2 separate regions of the Mus musculus genome follow, and region 2 is linked to region 1. A link is a contact called in public promoter capture Hi-C data. All regions are on one chromosome and are shown on one strand. Each heading gives the region's core, a stretch centred on a gene start, on an enhancer-like site or on the middle of the called end of the contact. The rest is flanking DNA. Distances are from core to core; before and after follow the strand shown. Region 1 holds the start of Rsu1 (Ras suppressor protein 1). Region 2 holds the start of Cubn (cubilin (intrinsic factor-cobalamin receptor)).

What was found. Capture Hi-C pulls out chosen DNA fragments and counts their contacts.
Region 2: a promoter capture Hi-C map of adipose tissue shows a contact between it and region 1. The contact joins the promoter of Cubn here to the promoter of Rsu1 in region 1. A contact is called at or near these places in 8 of 39 promoter capture datasets (the C10 cell line, the HPC-7 cell line, embryonic stem cells and 3 more), 1 of 484 Hi-C or Micro-C datasets (bone marrow-derived macrophages), 6 of 115 datasets of contacts at active chromatin or transcription factors (bone marrow-derived macrophages, embryonic stem cells, extraembryonic endoderm stem cells and 3 more) and 5 of 9 other capture datasets (adipose tissue, embryonic stem cells, liver and 2 more).

The regions. Positions count from the first base shown.
Region 1 is chr2:13,268,643-13,275,819 of GRCm38.p6, forward strand. It overlaps Rsu1 (Ras suppressor protein 1), which reads right to left and starts at 2,773. Exons shown (of 9, transcript NM_009105.4): 1 at 2,558-2,773; 2 at 2,269-2,380. The coding sequence starts at 2,377. It overlaps Gm13270 (a long non-coding RNA gene), which reads left to right and starts at 2,935. Exons shown (of 3, transcript XR_865976.2): 1 at 2,935-3,070.
Region 2 is chr2:13,486,584-13,493,329 of GRCm38.p6, forward strand. It overlaps Cubn (cubilin (intrinsic factor-cobalamin receptor)), which reads right to left and starts at 5,293. Exons shown (of 67, transcript NM_001081084.2): 1 at 5,118-5,293; 2 at 4,598-4,727; 3 at 3,315-3,410; 4 at 2,736-2,774; 5 at 172-273. The coding sequence starts at 5,230.

The DNA.
Region 1 (7,177 bases), core at 1,523-4,022:
TGGCTGATAAAGCCAGTTTAGGGTCAGGCTTCCAGTGAACACTCTACAGTCTTCCAGGTTCTTAGGAGTCCTGACAGCAAGGACTCAATACACCCAGCCCTTCCTTAAGCCAACACCAGCAGAGGGAGTGAGATTTTTAAACTTCCGCTGATCTTTCCAAGAAATACCAATGTTGTCTCTTGGTTTCTGGTTTGAGCAACTACAGAAATGACCTTGCTTTTTATCCCCCAGTATTAGACCAGAAGCAGTTTTTTTTCCCCTTCAGGAAGCAAGTGGCTATCTTTTCCCCTGTAGTAAGAGCCAAGGCTTCAAAGAGATAATGGAGCTGAACTGAAATAGCAGAGCTACTCTTGTCATTTGTTAATATTACATGGGTCTTCATCTTCCAGAATGATACAAATGGCTCAGACCACTGTGGGCTCAGGCTTCAGCCCATAGGGAGGCATGCAGCAGGCAGAGAACTAGGTGCTGTTCAGGGCGCAGATGCACCTGGTCCCCTGCTCTCTGTTTAGCCTCTTCTTCCTTTACAGCAGTGGAAACCGAAATAAAGCCAAAGCAATGGGAGTGTCTAGATCCTCGGCAGACACTTCAGTGTCAAAAATCACCACAAACCCATTCTTACTGCAAGAGACCAACACATGTCACCCAAACCAAGAAGTTATCAAGATGCTAAGGGTATGTCAAAGCAGGACTCTTCATGATAGCTAGATGTCTGCAGTCCACTTTGGCCTTAATGTGTCAACATCCATCCCAGCCTGTACTCCAAGAACAGACAAGAGTCTTCATGCCTAGGAAGCTATCCACTGACTTTAAGGTCTCTGTACAGCTCCCCTCTGGTTGATGTTCTAACATCCTACTCTGACTCCTATCAACATTTAGAGTGCCGACTGTGTTCCAGACACTATTCTCAAGAACACAAGCATGGCATTGCATATTCTCTTGGTATTCGAATGAGGAAGAGAGTCTACTGGATTAAAAATAAATTAATTGGACTGGAGAAATGGCTCAGCGGTTAGGATCACTGGCTGGTCTTCCAGAAGTCCTGAGTTCAATTCCCAGCAACCACATGGTGGCTCACAACCATCTGTAATGGAAGCCCTCTTGTGGTGTCTCTGAGGAGAGCAACCGTGTACTCACATATGAAATAAATAAATCTTTTTTAAAAAATTAATTAATTAAAGGCTATGCAATCTGTGCCTTGTAGAAAGGTGGGTTCACACAGGAAGATAGAAAGAGAACGTTTTTCATAGGCTATGATGTCTGAGCTGACTCTTGGCAGTTAAGTTAAGGGACGTCAGGTGGAAAGGCATATAGATAAGGAGACAACAGACTTGCAAGTCAGGAAGATCTGGCTGCTCAGGGTCACTCAGTGGAGCTTATTCAACATCGCTTGGAATGAATGCATGGAAGGGATCGGTTTATGATCAGAATCAGACCTTGTATGTCCCGCTGAGGAATGTGGGGGTACCACTCTCAACAGTTAAGCTCTCAGAGGATCCAAATGAAGTCACAGGAACCTACAGAAGCGTGGTGACTTACTTAAAAAGTGTTTTCAAAGACCAGAATTAGTTTGCAGAATTTAAAGATCATGAAAAAGTGGACACTAGAATTCTCAACACAAAATCTGGCGATAGTGATGCAGCATTTACACATGGGGATAACCGTCTCCATGTGGAGAAGAGGAGATGCCCATGAGAAGGGCACAGGCAATGGAGTTTATGACCATTCCCACTTGTACTGAGTTCCCTGTCTGGTTTTACAGATGAGAAAAAAACAATAAAGTAAGAGTCATATAAGTTCACAGCTGAAAGCAACACCCTGATTAAACGGGTGCTGAGCTTGGATCACAAGATTGAGCAATGCCTGAACACAAATGGGAGAATGACCCAGGAATACGTAATGAAGGAAAATGTTGAAAATACTACTGGCACAAGAATTCTTACTATGCATGTAATTTTTGAGTACCACCAGCTCATGATTCATAGAGTAAAACGTGACTTCCAAATTACAAACAAAAATGGCTACTTGGGACACTACATGGAAGATGGACTTCAAAGCTATGAAGCTCCCTCACCCGCTGAGAAGGAACTGCAGCACACCTCGTGTGACGTTCTCATCTGGTTCACCAGTCCCAGCAGAACTAACTGTGGTTTGCAAGCTCCTGACAAGTGACCAAGTGACGAGCAAAGGTGGAATGGCAGGCTTCCGAAACTCGCCTCCCAAGAGAGCAGTTACTTACAAACTTAGCAACTGTCCAAGAGAACTTACACAAGCCGTTGACATCCAACATACTGGAGATACCCCTGTCACTCATGTCCACTTCCGGCTGGTTCTTCTCCCTGCTCTCCTCCACCAGCTTCTTCAGTGACTTGGACATGTTCTGTAGCAAAGGACAACAAAGCACGTGGATGATGGCAAAAATGGGAGCCTGGGGGTTGTGGGGCAGGTTAAGGCAGGAAAGGAGCAGAGGCCCAGGCTGAATTCTCCAGGGCTGCCTAGGGGAGAATGGGTATCACCATGGAGTCCTTAATGGAGGACTTGGACCCCGCACACTCACCGCAGCGAGCAACACCTGGTGGGTGTGATTAGGGACCTGCAAGGGAAACTCGGGTGGAGAGCGATGAACTGGATCAGCCGAAAACAGGATCCCGCAGCAGGAACACACCCTGTCCCAGCGATCGCGCAGGCGCACACAAAATCCGGCCAACCCCACGCCCCTCCCGGCCTGACACTTCCCAAATTAGGAGAACTGTTTCCCAGCTGTGGCTCCAGGCGAGGCTCTGCCCACTGAAGAAAGTGGACCCCGAGGCGGACCAATCGTACACGTTTTAGTCTCAGAGACTCCGCCCTACGCTGAGGAACGCCCATCTTCTTGAGTTTGGAACTTGAATTGGACTCAGCAAGTGCATGTGATCTAGATTCTGCGCATGCTCAGTAAGCTAGCTGAAGGACAAAGTTCTGTGGGCGGAAGCAGGGGATTCTAAGCTGGTCGCTGGTACCGAGGTAGACTCTTAGAATGCAGCTTGTGTTGAGGGATTTGGAGTTCCGTCCTGAGAAATCCACAAGTCAGGTACTCTCTTTTGTCCTGCGTCTTTCGTTGCCGGTCCCCTCCCACGGAGAGTTGTTACCGTGAGTCCCTCGTGTGCCCCTGGCTGTCGCAGACCTGGTGGAGGTATGAGGTCTGGATTATGGTAAAGATTCTGAAGACAAAGATTCCGCCCGAAACTTATGTCCTCAGCTGGTAACTCACAGGTTTCTGTATCTAACTGTTTTGCTCCGTTCCTTTTGGTCTTGGGAACTGGAATCTATCTCCCTTAGGGTTAGATGCTAACAGTAAACCACGACTATGTCAGAAGTCTGAGTTGGTGTTTACACCCATGAACCGTGAAATCTTGGCTCTTAGAACTCTCCCACTTTCTTCAAATAGAATGGATGGATAGATAGATAGATAGATAGATAGATAGATAGATAGATAAACTTTCTGCTGACCCTCTGGGTTCTACCTCCTAATGACTAGATCTTGATGACCCAGTAAAAAACTTAATCTTAGTGACAATTTCACACTATTAAATAGGAAATCATTCCAGAATTATTCCTCTGGCATTAGGTACATGACAGATAAGCAGTCAGACAGACGTGCAGAAGTTTAGACACACATATATAAGCAATGAGCCAAGCAGGTACTAGAAAAAGATTCGGCACTTTGAATTTGAAAGCAGAAATTTCTCCTTAAACACACTTCAGATGAAACGATGATACTTGCAATGCAGGCAACTTGCATTGTCCAGGCCTCATCACTTTTTTTTTTTTTTTTTTTTTTGGTTTTTCGAGACAGGGTTTCTCTGTATAGTCCTGGCTGTCCTGGAACTCACTCTGTAGACCAGGCTGGCCTCGAACTCAGAAATCCGCCTGCTTCTGCCTCCCAAGTGCTGGGATTAAAGGCATGTGCCACCACGCCCGGCTTGCCTCATCACTTCTTAAGCTAGACATTTGCTGAGAGCACTGATCTAGCACAGTCTCATACAAGCTGTGGATGCAGTTTCAGTTTCTGTGAGCCCTCTAAGCCCAAAGCATCAATATTTATTAGTGCTTTTTGAAAGGTTACTGATAGTTTTTCTCTGGCTGTTTCTGATGGAGATAGTTTTACTATATAAGTTTAAAGCATCATTTAGGGCTGGTGTAACAAAACGCCATAATTCTGAAGGCTGGAAGCCCAAAGTCAAATGCAGGAAGATTTGATGTCTTCTACCCCTACCCTGCCCCCTTAGCCTGGAGACTGCCGCCTTTCTTTGCACCCTCACATTACTTTCCCTCACCCCAGTTCAGTTCATCCTCCACGCAGCTATGATGACCACAGCAGATCTCTTGCATCATGACCTTCCCTTCTTCCTCTAATGGATATTTCTTTTTCTCAGCAGCTCTAAAGACAATAAGTTTAACCTTACCTCTGTTTGCTAAGTCAGTTTGTTTCAACAGTCTACTTTTGTTGGCTCCTCAGGCAAGAGTCTTTTTTGGTAATTGATCTTAGTTAACATTTCATGTTCAAGCCTGAAGACCTTGGCTGATTTTTCTGCATGATTTGTGTTGTTTCCTGACCCCCTCTCACTGTTGTAAGTGGATTTGTTTCCGTCTAAGTCTGCATCCTTTTCTCCCTGAGTTATTTGTTACGTTTCTTTAGAGACAAGAGTACAGTTCTGTGCAGAAAGTCATCCCCAACCTGCCTTTGCTGGTGCAGGGGAATGGCAGTTATGAGTGTCAGCTATACTACTTCCCCTACTTCCTGCCTTACCATCTCTCACTGCAACAGGCAGCCACACACACAAACAACTCCTGGACCAGCAATTCCCATCTCCGTTGTGCTCCTGTCTTGAAATTATCTGGGGAAACAAGTCCCCTTTGATGTGTTTATAAAAAGATAAAGAAAAAGGGGGTATATTCTATGGGGGTGTGGTGAGGCATGGGGGGCAGGGGGTGTCTCAGTGGCCCCATGCAGAGGCATCCTTTTCCCCTAAGGGACCAGCTACACGAGGGTATAGTATAGAATAGAGTTTATTCAAGGTATGGGGAGGAGAGTTAAGAGAGTAGCAGAGAGATAGAGAGAGAGAGAGAGAAAGAGAGAGAGAGGAAGAGAAAGAGAAGAGAAGTAGAGGCTGGCCCATGGCCATGAGCACTCAGAGAGATGGGTAATGGAAGGGAATGGGGAACGGAAGAGCAAGAGAGAAGCAAGAGATAAGAGAACAAGAGAAGGAGGAGGGGACAAGCAGCCCCTTTTATAGTGGGTCAAGCCTACCTGGATGTTACCAGGTAACTGTGGGGAGGAGCATACTTGGCTGTTACCAGGTAAATGTGGGGTGGAGTTTAGATAGAATGCTAACACCTTTATCAACACATTTCCATCCACTCTCTGAATTTTCTAGAAATTAGTTTTACCCTTGTTGGAGAGAAGGAAAAAATAAACTGTGTTTTGCTACTCTTATAACATTCAACACATTATACTGCCAAAACTTGCTGGAGGAGGCCATTTCCACATCCCAAACCATTCTCCAGCAGGTACCAGCTGCGTCCTACAGTTTATCTCAATTCCGACACTGTACAGATGCAGTTAACATCAGCTCCCACAAGTAGGGGACCTCAGCGCATGCCCAAGACTCCTGCATTCCAGGTGTTCACAAATCTCAAGTTGTAAATGGGTTATCATCAGATCTTCTGAGGGCTGGCTATAAATAAAATTGTCAAATCCATTTCCTCTAGCTAAGTTCATTCTCGGACTGTACTCGGGGTTTATAGCCCTTGTTATTTGAATCTGAATAATCGCTCACAGGCTCCTGTCCTAGCGAATAGGAGATAGGGCCTCCCTGGAGAGAGAGAGCTTTATCTCAGTTGGTTTCCACAGAACGAAGTATCTATGAGAAGGATCCATGCTTTTCCAAGATGCACACTACTATGTCCAGGAAGTGTGACTATAGAATTGAAGAACGCTTACTCAATATTATCATGTAATTCTAAAGTTGAAAACTTATTTTTTTAAAAAAGAGGCAAAGCTCTACAATATTTCAAAGGTAGACGTCTAGGCCTGAGGGGACATACTTAGGTGGTCAGACAGTAGCCACCCCAAAAACATAAGCTCTGTATGCACAGCAAAGGGGGAATGGACTCTGAGTTTTCAAAGGACTCCTCACCAGGAAGAAAACCCTGGTTGTGCTTGCTCTCTTTGTGGGGGTGAATGAGTGATCTTGCTCTGTCTTAAGACATGAGAAGTTCCCAGAAGCCAGATCAATATGGCCTCATGCATGGATGACACCATGGTCTTCTTGCAATTGGTCCCTTGTTCAGCTTGTCGGGGTCTTTTGGATTTAATGATGTTACCCATTGCTTTACCACATTTCCAATACAGCATTATCCACACACTTTAGATATATGCATAGCTAATGGGAAGCAGAGCTGTTTACGATGATACTTCATTGGTGCCGCTCTGTTCCCTACAGAAACAATTTCTTCAGTATTTGAGTGTTGAAGTCAGCTGAAGCAACACTCTCATTCAGCGCAAGTCTCTAAGACTTTGCTTAGCGTGATTAACCTGTACTAAGTTTCTTTCTGTGAAGTTGTCTGATCTGCTGGAGACGGTGGCAATCTCTGAAAGCACTTGGTTTCCTCCTGGAAGTGAAGTAGTGGGTACCACTCTTAGTTACCCACCTGGAGGCAACAACATGCTGTAGGATGCTCTCAGTCCTGACAAAGCTGCAGAGCTAGGGCACCTGAGGTGACACACTCTGATACACAACTGCACCACACTGTGATCCCCACCGCTCAGGGACGAGCTGGCATATGCAAGGGTCTGTGCATTTTTTATGCTTGTTAATAATATAACTGTCTACAAAAATGCTCTGTGTTCTTGGCTTAACTTGAATAGAAATACACAAAATATGCTTCAGGACTAGAGCATGATCCTTCTTGGAACATTATTTCTTTGAGAATTTGCTTTTACTAACACCTTTTAAACAGAGACAGCCAGCTTTTACAACCAAATATTCATGGGTTTCTTGTCTGTTACGGCAGTAGCTTGAAATAAGGCCTGAAAGGTAACATGAAGTTGTTAAATAAAGTACACATAGAATAAGAACTGATGGCCTGTGTGAGTTGTAACTACCAGGCTGGAAGTATGATGCATTTCTGTATG
Region 2 (6,746 bases), core at 4,043-6,542, 220 kb after region 1:
GGCCCAGGGTTTAAATCTGCCGCTATTTGGCACAAGTCACTGTGACTCGTGAGGCACAGAATCCTAGAAACTTTGGTGGATAATAGGTGTGTCTGAATGCATCCGAAGAAGCCATGGCTGGCTCCCTGCCAGCCGTTCTCTGATTTTTAAGTGAAAGCCTGAGTGACTCACCTTCCACTGTGAAGGGCAGATACAAATAAAGGAGTCGTGCAGGTTGACACAGGTGCCACCATTGTGGCAGGGATTGCTACTGCAAACTTTTCTCTCCACATTCTGAAAGAAACGACAGGACAGTTAAGTCAGTGAGAGAATAGTGCTTGTCCTCAGTGCACAGTGAAGAGCGCTTCAGTTAGCCTGTGGATTTCTCCTCATCTATGAGGGCTTCCTCCAGAATTCCTCCAATGACTCTCTTCCCCCTTCTAGTCAATTCTCTTGTAAAAATTGCAATCATGCTCATTTTCCTTAACACCCTACATACTTTAGAGCATGGTTCATCTGAGAAACAAGTGCTACTAGACAGGAATAAAGATTTCTAGCCCTGACTGCTCTTCCAGGGGTCCTGGGTTCAATTCCCAGCAACCACATGGTAACGGGATCTGATGCCCTCTTCTGGTGTGTCTAAGGACAGCTACAGTGTAGTCACATTAAATAAATAAATCTTAAAAGAGAGAGAGAAAGAGAGAGAGAGAGGGAAGGAGGGGGAGGGAGGGAGGAAGGAAGGAAGGAAGGAAGGAAGGAAGGAAGGAAGAAGACTTCAAATGAGGGTATAAGAATGAATGTTGCTATTGCACTAAGAAAATGAAATGGAAATTTCCACTCTCTTGCCTAGTGGTCTTATCTCAGGTACCTCTAGATAAGCCTTTGAAAACGGATCATCTTTTATTACCAGCCCTCCTGCCACTGGCTCAGATGACTGAGCTCTTTTCTCTCCAAGCCCCTTTGTTTGAAATGGAGCCAGCAGATACACCTTTTGCCCTCTGCTCACCTGACTGCTTTTAGACCAGGACAGCAAACAGGGCTACCTTTGTCCACACAAACTGGGGATCTCACCCTTCGTCAGCTACCGGGCACTATTCTGTACAATTTGTAAAGATTTAGGGGTGCAGAGGCAACAGTTTCACCGAGGGCAAGTGATGATGCAGTCAAGACATTTTAATGCATTGACCTTAGTCAAATCTTGTTTCAAGCAGGGACAAAGTGTTTTTTACACCCATACATAAGTACCAACAAAGGCTCAGAGAAAACCAACTTAGTTCCATGGACAAAATTCCGGTAGCTGACGAAGGGTGAGATCTCCAACTTGTCCAGTGCTGTTTACTGCAAAGCCCATTCTTTCTCTGTCCTTGTTATAAATCCCAGGACTACACATTCATGTGTGTCTGTGAATTCTGCTTTCTTCCCTCCTATGATTTGTCTTCATGTCAGAACCACAATGAGTTATGTCCAGTAAAGGGCCAAAGGACATTATTAAGAACATTGGCCACAAACTTTTGAGTTTTCTGGTGAACGAAAGCAGTTCAAAGCCATAGATTTGGGGGTTCTAGCAGGAACGAAAATTAGTTAGCAGTCAGGAGGAAGAGGAGGAGGGGGTGGCAGTGACTGCTGACCTTGTCCTATCACAAAGCAGAAGGAAATTGACATTGGAAACCATTAAAACCTTGACCCCGACGATAGGGGAGAGGACAGCGGAAGCTCATTTTAATCGCAATCTCCAGTTCTTGACCAGCAATGAAACTGGGAAGCACTGTAGGAGTTTGAAAACCCCCATGATGCTTTGCTCCACAGCAGCCAGTTCTCTTTACATGTTCTCATGTGCTCAGCTATTCCCTGAAGATGTGAAGGCTGAGGTACAATGTGTTCTCGAAGTGATGAACAGAGAACATGAAGTTGTTCACCAAACTTAATGCCCACAGTAGGAGGTCAACCGTTATGGAAAGGAGTTGTAACTATTTGAGCAGATATTATTAACTGGGAATTGCAGAATCATAAGTATTGGTACATTCTATACATTTCTTTGGGCAGAAGGGTTATGGTTTCAACCGATGTTTTAGTCATTTGCCCACAAGGAAGGTGAAAAGCATAAATGAACACAGTCTTGCCTACACATAGCAAGGTTAGAGTGTATTTGCTCTGGGGAGTGTTTTAAGCTGAACTGCCAGCCAGTGCAGTTTTAAGGAGCCGAGAACACTGTACAGCCCCAGTATTCTGAGCTCAGCGAGGAGAGGCTATGTGGTTTTCTGAGACTCAGTTATTGATGCCAGCTGGGGGATCACTAGCTGACCAAACATACACAAGTAAAGCCACAGCAGGATGGCTAAAGGAGACAGTAAGGGGTGGGGCTTGAGGGCTGTGAACTCAGGTGTAGAAGATCCTACATTCTTAGTGACCTTAGGGTGGCATACTGCCCTGGGTTTTCTCGTACATCCTAGGGACGGAGGCAGGAGCAGGAATCAAACAATGGAAAATCAAGTCCTTGGTATTGATTGACCGCTTAAAATGAAACTATTGATTCATTTATATTACTACTACTATTTATTATTATTATTATTTTAGGTTAATTCATACTATGTATATCAAGGTGGTCTGTAACTTGCTACGTACGGTAAGCTGGATTCAAACTCTCAATACTCCTGGTTCGGTCTCCTGAGTACTAGGTTTACAGAGGAACAACAGCCATATTTACCTTAGAAATGTTGCTTACATATTTTCGGTGACTATCCATCCGTAGAACTTACCTGCTGTAAGCTTTGAAAATCTCTCTCAAGATCCACGAGCTGTAGCAGCGGGGAAGAAAATGCACCAATTACCGAGCGCAGAGACTGTCACGTGATGTTACCCATTGCTATGCTGCTCTTTTAGGGACTCATTTTGCTTGGTTGGTTTTCATTCATTATTTTCCCCCTCCTTATTCCCTTCCCTTCTGGGGTTTCTTTCTACCTGTAAATTTTTAAAGGTCTTTTAAAAAGAAGTTCAGCCCACTGATAAGCTGACTCTCTGTTTCCTTCACAAGGAGATTACAGCACAAAGACAGTGATAACCCCCCCTTGGTTCGCAAGGAAGATGCTATCAAGACTTGAACAAAGCCAAGCCTTGGGCAAGGGAGATGCTATCAGAACTTGAACAAAGCCTTGCCGTAGTGCTTACTGCCTTCTGCCACTACCACTCCCTAGCCTCCATTACAGCTATGCCACTTGACCCCAAAGTTCACAATGTAACGATAAACAGCTAACGACAAAAGAGCTCACTACGTACAAAGTTGGATTGACAAGAACTCATGGCTCTTACCATGAGCGCAATGCATATGTCGACCTTACCTTCGAGTTAAGTTGGTGGACTTGACTAAGTATATTTTGAGGAAGACCAGTTGTATTCCTTTTTAAATCTATAATATCATCTTTGTTTCTCTGGATCTAATATTTTAAAAAGAAAAAGAAAAGAATAACAATATGGAAAAATATTTCCATCTTACAGGAGCAAGCACTAAAGCTTCATTATTATAAATTCAAAACATGTGGCAAAGCTCAGTTGACTCTTCTAGAGCTACAATGACTTTTGTATATGTATTTTCCCATAATGTAATAACGTTTTAGAGTGCATATTAAGAAGTGTGGTAGTCTTGGGCTATAGCTCAATGAGAGAGAGCTTGACTACGATATAATTTAAAACTTTCTCCATTCAACCCCTAGTAACACAAAAATGTATGCTTTTGAATGAGACCTTTTGAATTTTAAATCTTGCCCCAATTACTTATTGTCTATTTTTGGACATTAAATATTTGCCCACTTTGTAACTCATAAGTGGAATAATAATCAACACTTTCATGGGGGAGTCCTGAGAGTCAAGCAATATAACACACAAGTGCATGACCCAGCCGCAGCATGTGATGTTATTAATGCTGAGTATGGAAAGCGTTCAATAAAGTATTAGAGTAACTGACTACTCTGCTGTGGCAATAGTGCTGCAGAACACATCTGTGCCTGCTCTGGTCCCCTCCTTATTGCCCCACACAATGCACAGAACACATCTGTGCCTGCTCTGGTTCTCCCTTTTCCCTCCCTGCAGAACACATCTGTGCCTGCTCTGGTCCCCTCCTTATTGCCCCACACACACTGCACAGAACACATCTGTGCCTGCTCTATTTCCCCTTTATTCCTTCTATGCAGAACTCATCTTCCCTCCCTATAGAACGCATCTGTGCCTGCTCTGGTCCCCTCCTTACTTCCTCTCTGGTAGAGGAGCTCTGACTTTCTGGCTCTTCTCTGAATGGTGAAATCTGTCCCTAAGCAATGAGCCTCCTCTTCTGGCATTGACCCCTCTCTCCTCACCATGAAGTCTTTATAAGGCTTCTTTTTCTCATTACAGATGGTTGTGAGCCACCATGTGGCTGCTGGGATTTGAACTCAGGACCTCCGGAAGAGCAGTCAGTGCTCTTAACCACTGAGCCATCTCTCCAGCATAAGGCTTCTTTTTAAGACCTGATCTTATGGTTGTGTTTTCTGTGCTCAGGATTCAAGGTGCTGACTAATATTGAGCTGGTCAATTTAAGCTAGTATATATTGATTAACAAAGCAAGAGCTGTGTTTTCCCAGTGCATTACCTGGTGTAAACATTCGCCAAGGTCATCATCATTTAATTTGATTTTCCCCAGGGAACCAGTTCTAAATTCAATGTTTTGGGCAGAGCTTGTAAGAAACACTAAGTTTCCCTCCTCCGTAGTCATCCGAGGCCTATACAATTTGAGCAGAGAATTCATCAGTAATTAGCACATAGAGTTTTAAATTTTAAACCAAGTTTCTTGCGGAATAATGATAGACTTGCTATACATATCCTCATTTCACACTCAATCCAACCAAACCGTCTCTATTCATCTATCATTATTTCTCTGAGAATTTCTTAATGATATATTTCCCAGGAATCGCAGATGTGACTCACTCACAAGTGAACAAAGACCATTTGTAAATCAGAAAACAGTTCTTTATACCAGCCCAAATCTTCTCCCCAGGGGCTTTTTAACATCGCTACTTTCCTTGAGAAACTTTGACTTCTCGTGTTATTTGTTACGGACAGCAAGGATAGACTCCAGTCCCTTAGCAGAAATAAGCCACGCTTATACTTACTGGTGGAGATCAGCAATTCTTTTCTGTAGCTTCTGCTCTGGTGTTCCAGTTTCACCGTCTAATCCGGGTACCATCAATAAAGTAACAAAACCCCAGAGAAAATGTGAGGCCATGCTCCGCAGCTCCCCCGCTCACCTCGCCGGCAAGAGGGAGACCACTCTGGCCAGCTGAGTCCAGAATTTGAGGGCTGCTTGCAGCCAGTTGCTCTTTGATCAGCAAAATATTCTTTAACTTTCCAGTCTTTCCAAGAAGGCTTAAGTTATTTTGCTCCTTCCTGAAGAATGTCAATGATCTTAGATCTCTAGTACTGTTCAACTTGTGAGGGGTCAAAATCTACCTTAAGTTATGCACAACTTAATCATTATTTGCTTAACCTTTGAAACAGTAACCAGCGGCTCCGGAATCATCCACTGAAGGAATCCTTGCTTAGGAGGCTCTCAGCTTTTGGTAAATAGTGCTGGAGAAATAGAATTTCTGCAAAAGAAGTGATTTCTTTATCTCATACTGTGCATAAAGGTTACTGCTAAGTGTTCTTCGGAGCCCCAAATTTAAGAAGAAATGGGGAAGAAGTCGTGACCGTGGATTTGCACTCATTTCTCGGCCCTGAACCACAAAAGTAGGAACAGTAAAACCAAAAAGAAACCAGGAGAAGGAGTCAGTGTCAAAATTCAAGAGGATTCAAAGGCAACTTCAGGGGATCAGCTTACATCAGTGGGGAGCCACAGGGAAGTGGCCCCGAGTTCCAGTAAATAATCCTCACCATGTTCACCTAGGCAACCCTAATGAAGCCCAGGAGGCCACACCTGCACACAGGCATGAAAAGAGTACGAACTTTTTTGTTTTGTTTTGTTTTGTTTTGTTTTGTTTTGTTTTGTTTTGTTTTGTTTTGTTTTTGAAAGAAGGGGCTCAGTGAGAGCAGGGAGAGGATAGGAGAAGGCAATGGGATGAATATAATCAAAATATATGACATACATATATGAAACTGTCAAAGAAAAAAATAGTTGTATTTTTAAAGTAACTCAAAGAAGCAAAGGAAGTAGTTGGAAAACATATATACCAAATGAGATTAACATCCAGAACTTAAAAAAAAAAAAAAAATCCCACAATTTAACAAGAAAGTATGCAACAAAAAAAAAAAAAAAAAAAAAAGCCAAAGAACAGAGTGGAAATACCCTCAGAAAAGACTTACAGACATTTGTGACCATATGGCTAGCAGCTCTGCTAATCTGGTGACTCTAAATCAAAACCATGAGACATAATTCCATACCCAGTAAATGGCACTGCTACTATAGAAAAGAGCATAGAGATTCCTAGAATTACAGGTTCACACTACCACACCCAATATACAATAGAATGTTTTTCAGCCATAAAAAAAAAAAAAAAAAAACAAATCAGCACACACTACAAAGTAGATACAGGAAAGTGAAAGAAAACCACCATCTACGAGCCTGCTTACATACGGTGCCTGGATGAGTTTGACTCTGATACAGAAACCGAGAATGGTGATTGCTGCAGGCTACAGTGCAGGAGAATGAGGGCTCCCTGTTTAATGCTTGTAGAGATCCACAGAGAAAATACAAAAGGCTCTGATGAGCCGCAGATGCAATGGCAGAAGTACAAGCCTATGGA